Linked DNA regions of Mus musculus: region 2 is linked to region 1. A link is a contact called in public Micro-C data. All regions are on one chromosome and are shown on one strand. The core of a region is the stretch at or near the end of the contact, and the rest is flanking DNA. Distances in the headings are between cores, read along the strand shown. Region 1 holds the start of Slc30a9 (solute carrier family 30 (zinc transporter), member 9). Region 2 holds the start of Shisa3 (shisa family member 3).

Evidence for each region. Hi-C and Micro-C count contacts between places; a contact is called where the count stands out from the background.
Region 2: a contact with region 1 is called in a Micro-C map of embryonic stem cells, with 2.7 times the contacts expected there. The contact joins the promoter of Shisa3 here to the promoter of Slc30a9 in region 1. A contact is called at or near these places in 8 of 39 promoter capture datasets (cranial neural crest, embryonic stem cells, hippocampal neurons and 4 more), 1 of 484 Hi-C or Micro-C datasets (embryonic stem cells), 2 of 115 datasets of contacts at active chromatin or transcription factors (large pre-B cells and memory CD8 T cells) and 1 of 9 other capture datasets (adipose tissue).

What each region holds. Positions count from the first base shown.
Region 1 is chr5:67,305,610-67,309,018 of GRCm38.p6, forward strand. Slc30a9 (solute carrier family 30 (zinc transporter), member 9) reads left to right here and starts at 1,346. Exons shown (of 18, transcript NM_178651.4): 1 at 1,346-1,588. The coding sequence starts at 1,486. RefSeq lists a cis regulatory region at 994-1,717.
Region 2 is chr5:67,605,991-67,609,214 of GRCm38.p6, forward strand. Shisa3 (shisa family member 3) reads left to right here and starts at 1,893. Exons shown (of 2, transcript NM_001033415.3): 1 at 1,893-2,694. The coding sequence starts at 2,418.

The sequences.
Region 1 (3,409 bases), core at 96-2,595:
ATAACTTTTTAGCTTATTAGAAGCATTCTTCACTGTCAGCCACAAAAACCACAGTGAGCTCATATGTAGGTGCAGGAAGGGCTGTCCGGTGGTCAGCTCTAACTCAAGCCGTTTTACACAGAACAGTTCGTGTTGACCTTTGATTTGATGGAATTTCTTAAGATTAGCAAACCTCATACATAACATTCAGAACATACAGGACAAAACCATGGTTATGTGGTCAGCATGTTCTTGAGCCAAGTCACTTCTTGGTCAGTGAGTGGCAGGCATGTTAGAGTAGTAATATAACTGGCAAGCATGGAACAAAATGGCTACAGTTATGGGGGAAGGGGTGTCAGACCATAATATATTTATCCAAATAGCTGCAATAGCCTTTTACTAGAGACCACAACCTTGTTAGCCATGGGCTTTTGACCTGCTTAACCTTACCAGAGGTGGATTCCCTCCTGTGAAGGGAGCCTCAAGTCCACTCAAAGTGGTGGGTTTCCTCCCCATTTACTGATTTGCACTCATTTTCTTTATTTTTTTATTAGATATTTTCTTTATATACATTTCAAATGATATCCCGAAAGTTCCCTATACCTTCCCTCGGCCCTGTGCACTCATTTTCCATTTAAAATTTTATTTTACAGTACTTTCACTAAGCGATTTAAATTAATCTTTAAAACAACTGGACATGCATCCCATTCTATTTATCTGGCCAGACAGGTATTGACTTAGCCCCTGGAATATAGTAGTATACGTATACTGCACAGGATCCAGTGTCCATATAGCTATTCTCTATTCCGGGGGGACAATAATTTCAGTAGTGGTATTTTGAAGAAAAGTGTACAGGGTAACTATTTAAAAATGAGAACCACGTTAATTATAATTAGGGTGGTGAAAGAAGGCTTAAGCTAAGAACTGAATGAACCTGACATGGTAATGGTTAAAACAGGCGAATGTGTTCAGGTTTCTTTCTCTCTGGGACCAGGCTGTTTGAAAAACTGCTCCATCTTCGCGTACACATAGTACCGCGACTTCAAATTTTATGCACGCCTCTAATTTTGTTATACTACGACCGAGAAGCGGAGGTTGAGTGATCAGCAAGGTGACCACGGTGTTGGACAGAGCGGTGCCGAGGGTTCAAAAGGAAAGGGGACAGAGGCTTAAACCCTGCCTTCTCCTCCTGCTTCCCACGCCCCGGCGGCGCTTCGTAAGACTGTCTCCCGGGACACGACACGGACTCACAAATGCCCAGCACAGTCGGCAGCGCACACCGTCCTGGCCCGGTGCTGGCCAGAAGCACCGCCCACCCCGCCCCCGCTGGCATATTCCGTCACTTCCGCTGTCGCGCCACACCCCCATGACTTCCGGGTCGCCGAGGCCGCCGGCCGCGGCGCACACATCCGTGCTCGCCGGGGTCCGGTCTATGGAGTCAGTTGGCGCGGCAGGCGGCTCGGAGGCAGGAGGTGGTGTCCGAGTGGGGGCCTCTGCCCCGCCAGGATGTTTCCGGGCTTGGCCGCCGCCGCCGCGGCGCACAGGTGCAGCTGGGCGGCGCTGTGCAGGCTCGGTGGCGGCCGGGCAGCGACCCGCGGCCGCAGCCAGGGTGAGTGACGGACCGGTGGAGGCCGCGCCTGGCCTCGGCAGTTGGCCCGCCCGCTTGCCCTTCTCCAACCCAGACAGAGCCTGCCGGTCTCGCAAGGTCCTCACAGGTGTCCCCGCGAGCCGCGGCTACCGGGGAGCGGCCAACCCGCGTAGGGACACCCTGAGGCGGACCTCCAGACCCGGAGGTCTTAGGGCACATCGCGGTGACCCAGGGTGACCCAAACAGGCCGTGGGAAATGGCGGATTCCACCAGCTTGGAGGGTCCCCTTGGGCCGCCGCCGCAGTTCTGTTGCTGCTTAGGTTGAGTGAGGTACTCCTGCGCTACACTTTTTCTTAGTGCCATCCCGTTTTCTTAAATCTCCCTAAATCAAAGTGGATGTCACATACGGATCTTAAGGTGAGGGCTTCTCACAGTTATCGAATGGGCATAGTCTGGGGGACAGGAAACCCACCGAAGTTTGCGGTTATATCGAACAATCCTTTTGGTGACAAAAGTGTCTCCTGAAACTGTACATAAATAACCCTGGGCGCAGGGTGGGATTGAGAGTTTTCATCTTCGTCAGCATTGCTTTCTCAGTCAGATTCAAGTTATTGGAGAGTTTCTAAAGTAGCATCAAACGTGTAAGTCCTGTTTCTGTTCACCTCCCTTGTTCCCGTAGCTTGACACGGAGGACTGCTAGCAGAGCCCAGGAGAGGACAGGACCAAATCCACCGCTAACCCGAGCCCCTCAGGTTCTTGGGATTTGCAAAGAGTGGTTACAGAAACGTTTCTCAAACATTCACAGTCACCCTTCAAAAACTTGGATCGGAAGGCAAAAGCTGCAGCCATTCAGGTTTTTTGATAAAAGCGGTCACACACTCCTGTGCTGGGCAGATAAAGTAGAATATATTCATACCGTATTAAAAGCTGGTTTCTAAGGTTGCAAAAGAATTGATTGCAATACACTGTTTTAGTTTGTTGTTAATGACAGAATACTGTAGCTAGTTTTCCCATGGTGGCGGTATGCCACTTATGAACAGAATGGGCCCTCTGTTTAAAACTCCAAATAAACTTCAACATATTACACAGAAATATATATACATATAGTGGCTGTTAAATGTTGTCCAAAGTGCCCCTTCAGTGTTGGTGAGGTGAGTTGCAGTAGTGTAATTTGTAATTCTTATTCTGGGTAGCTGTCACTGGGCCTAAAATGCTGGGCTCTTTGTCCCATTCTCTGTAGCTCAGATAGTAATTAGTCTCTTCATTTAGGACTACTTTGCAGAGTTCTTTTAGGATGTTTATTACTACAAAAAATTTAGTGTTTTTAACACTTAACACCTTTTTAAATTTGAAACATCACCTTGGTGGAAGTTTTGTTACGGTATTTGAAAGAGCAATCAAAACTATGGTTAAATTTAAAAATCATTTGGAGAAAGTGTGCTATTTAAGTTGGATGCATATTACAAGAAAAACTATTTGAAGCTTTTTGTCTTGTTTTTGTTTGTTTGTTTATGTTTTGGGGGAGAGGGAGTTGGGGATCCAAAGCCAGATGATTTTCTTTGAGAAGAAATAAAGTTTAGTTTCTTCTTCTAGAATGCTTACCTGTCTAATGAAGTCTTCTCAGGGATAAACAGAGGCGGCCAGGTATGGCAGTCCATGCCTTTAGTTCTAGCAGAGGCAGGAGGATTTCTGAGTTTGAGGCCATCCTGATCCACAGAATGAGTCCCAAGACAGCCAGAGCCACACAGAAAAACTTCATCTCAAAAAACCAAAATGACACTAAAGAGTAAACAGGAGGAACCCATTGACTGATACAAATACATAAAAATGAGAAACCTCTGT
Region 2 (3,224 bases), core at 643-3,142, 300 kb after region 1:
AGTCAAATAGACAAGGGCTCTAAATGAGGAAATTAATTATAGCCAGTGTCCCAGGGAAAAGAACCCCTCTGTGGCACAGAGAAATGTAATTAATGGGAGGGAAGTGCCAACAAATCACTCCTTAAAATATTAACGCTATCAAAGAACAGCTGGAGAAGGAGGAAACTTGACCCTTGGGGGACTGATGGAGGGGCCGTGGCTGCTGTACAGTTTCACACAGTTGTGATGTAATGAAATTCCTCAAATCGTAACTTAAAAAAAAAAAGATATTAAGTAGTGTGGCTCTGGAAAAGTTATTAAGCGTTAGTGTGTCTTCGAGTTTGATTATTTTATTATGATCCTTGTAGCTCATATTTGCTGTGGTTTTAAATCTTTTTCTCTTTATTTTCCTGAAAACAAAACCAACCTCCCTGCTGCCCCTAAAAAACTGGTTTGGTTTTTTGTTGTTTTTTGTTTGTTTGTTTGTTTGTTTTAAGCAGCCTGAAAGCCCGGTGACAGCATTTTTTTTCCTATATAAATAAAAATCCATTAACCACGAAATTTCTACTCCACATGCTTCAATTAAATTCTTAGTTAAGGAAATTTGTTTGCCTAAATGTAATTTGGCTTTACTTAACAGTTTGATAACTTATTATTGCCCCCCAAACATTTATTGTGGAGCAATGCAGTTATAATTTTACACAGTCCTACTCAGTAGTGGCGTGTTGGGTATTTATTTTTATATTTAAATAACAATCTCAATATTTAAGACCTGAAGCTAGGAGTGGTTCTTTACCCGGGATGGAATTTAATTTAGATACTTAAAAATAAACCGTTTTATTCAGCACCGAAGTTTTTCTAGAAGCCTCTGGGACCGTGGGCAAGCTGCGGGTGTAATAAATACTTCTGACCGCGTATACTTGTGTTGGCGGTGCTCTGACAAGTTCTTCCATTTGTTTCAGGAGACTTGCTAATATCTAAATCGGTGACAGGGTGTTCAAAGCGTTTGACAAACCGTGTGGCTGAGACGAACGTCCTCACACGTACCGAACCAATAAACCCCGGAGAGGAAACACAGGTTGCAATAAAAATAAAGTCTTGAGGTTAGCACCGGTTTCACGTAACTCTGGCTTCACAAGGCTCTCCCTCGGCTAGAGGAGCCATGCCCTGCAAACAGCCCACAGGGGACACATCATTTAAATAAATGTGTTTCTTTGCCCGAACAGAAGTTCAGATAGGCTCGATTATCATTAATTCTGCTCTTTTATTTCCTTTGCGGGCGCGGAACACCGAAATCCTGGCCTTTGAAGTGAGGCTGGCGGGGCTGACCCGGGTCCTCCCCGGCGCCGGCTCAGCGGTGCGGGAAGGAGGCGCCTGAGCGTGAACTCGTGGAAGCTGGAAAGGAGGGGTGAAGGGGTGGGAGTGAGGTGCAAATGTTGGTGACCCTAAAAATCAGGTTATCGGAATCGAACGAATCCTCAGAATCGGCGGCCCAGGGACAAACTGAGTCTGTGCACAAGCCGACAGAACAGTTAGGGGACTTCAGACGCCACGCTCGTTTTTTAAAAGAAACCCGTGGAACTCAAGCGCGGCGCAAGTCCCCTCGTGAGCTGGCAGGCGTGGACGGAAGCGGGACCGTAGTCTTCCTCATCCTTCTGCAGGTTTTCCCCTGGCTATGTGACAGCTAGGTGGCAGGCTCGGCCTGGTCCCCTCGGGGTCACCGCCAAGGCCCGGGGTAGCGCCGTGGGTGGGGGCGGAGGGGAGACGCGCGTGAACCTGCGGGCGTGCGGACCGCATCGCGGTGCACCCGCTGTGATTAGCTCGCGCGGCGACCCCGGAGGGCGGACTTTCCTCACCCTCGAGTCTCCTCCTCCCTCTGCCTTTTTAAGGGACGCCCTCCAGGCAGAGCTGTCAGCCACCCCAGGCCCTCTGCACTTGGCCGCGACTGGGCTGTCTCCCGCCTGCGTGACAGTCAGGGGCGGGAGCGGAATTAGCCGTTGGTCCCCGAGACCTGCACGTGGAGAGCCAAGCTCAGTTCCCGGCTCTGCCGGGTACCGGGCGACAGCCCACGATTGGGACATTGCCCGGCCCTGGAGTTGGTCGTTCAGGGCTCGACGGCCCGCAAGAATAGCGGCCTGGCCCCGGGTGCTCCTAGCGCGATGAGCCTGGCTAAAGGCGGCCGCTGCTTCAGTCGCAGCCTACGCGGTGGCCTCCCGCGATCCCTGGTCCCCTCACCCTCGCGCACCATGCTGTCCTCCGGCCAGCGGAGCCCGCAGAGCAGCCCACGCCTCCTGCCCAGCCGCTGCTAACCCACGAGAACGCGTTCTTGACCGGGAGGTCAACCGGCCGCGTGGTGCCTCGGGGAGGCGGAACCTTGGTCCCCCGGAGCTCCGGCTCCGCCCTCGGATTCTCCAGCTGCCACCGGGCGCGGGGCGGCGATGGGGGCGCTGCTGGCGTTCTGTCTGCTCGTGGGCTTGCTACGTTGGGGCCCGGCGGGCGCGCAGCAGCCTGGGGAATACTGCCACGGCTGGGTGGACGCGCAGGGCAACTATCACGAGGGGTTCCAGTGCCCCGAGGACTTCGACACGCAGGACGCCACCATCTGCTGCGGCTCGTGTGCGCTGCGCTACTGCTGCGCGGCAGCCGACGCCAGGTTGGAGCAGGGGGGCTGCACCAACGACCGCGGAGAGCTGGAGCATCCTGGCATCACCGCGCGTAAGTGCGGCATCCCTGGGCGGACATGGCTCGCCCACCCGACACAGGCACGCCTTACTAGCTCGGGCCACAAAGTGGACCACCTCTGGGTCTGGGGATTGAAGAAAAAGAGGGTGATCGTATTTCAGGTCAGGGGTCCTATCGCTTTGCAGTTTGGGTCCCGGCTGCACGTGATGCCCATGGTTCGGCCCTAGGGAAAGTTTGCAAGGGTTCGCAGGAACTGCTGGTCTGGCGGGAACCTGGTGCTTCTAGGGTAGACAGCTGGAGCTAGGTTGGGTTTCCTGGGCGCTCTGGTCAAGTGGGGGAACTCCGGAAGTGCGGGTGCCAGGGAACTCGACTCTGATCACCCCCTTATTTTCTTTTGTCGAGTAGTAGCATTTCGTCACTCTTCCAACTTCCTTACAATTCTCTGCATCCAATTACCCTCTCTAGTCCACCCCCTATTGTCACGCTTTTCAGAAACACCCAAGTCTTTGGAGGTGAGGATTTAAAATTCCGGGTCACAGGGATTTCTCAGGCCCCCTATTCTC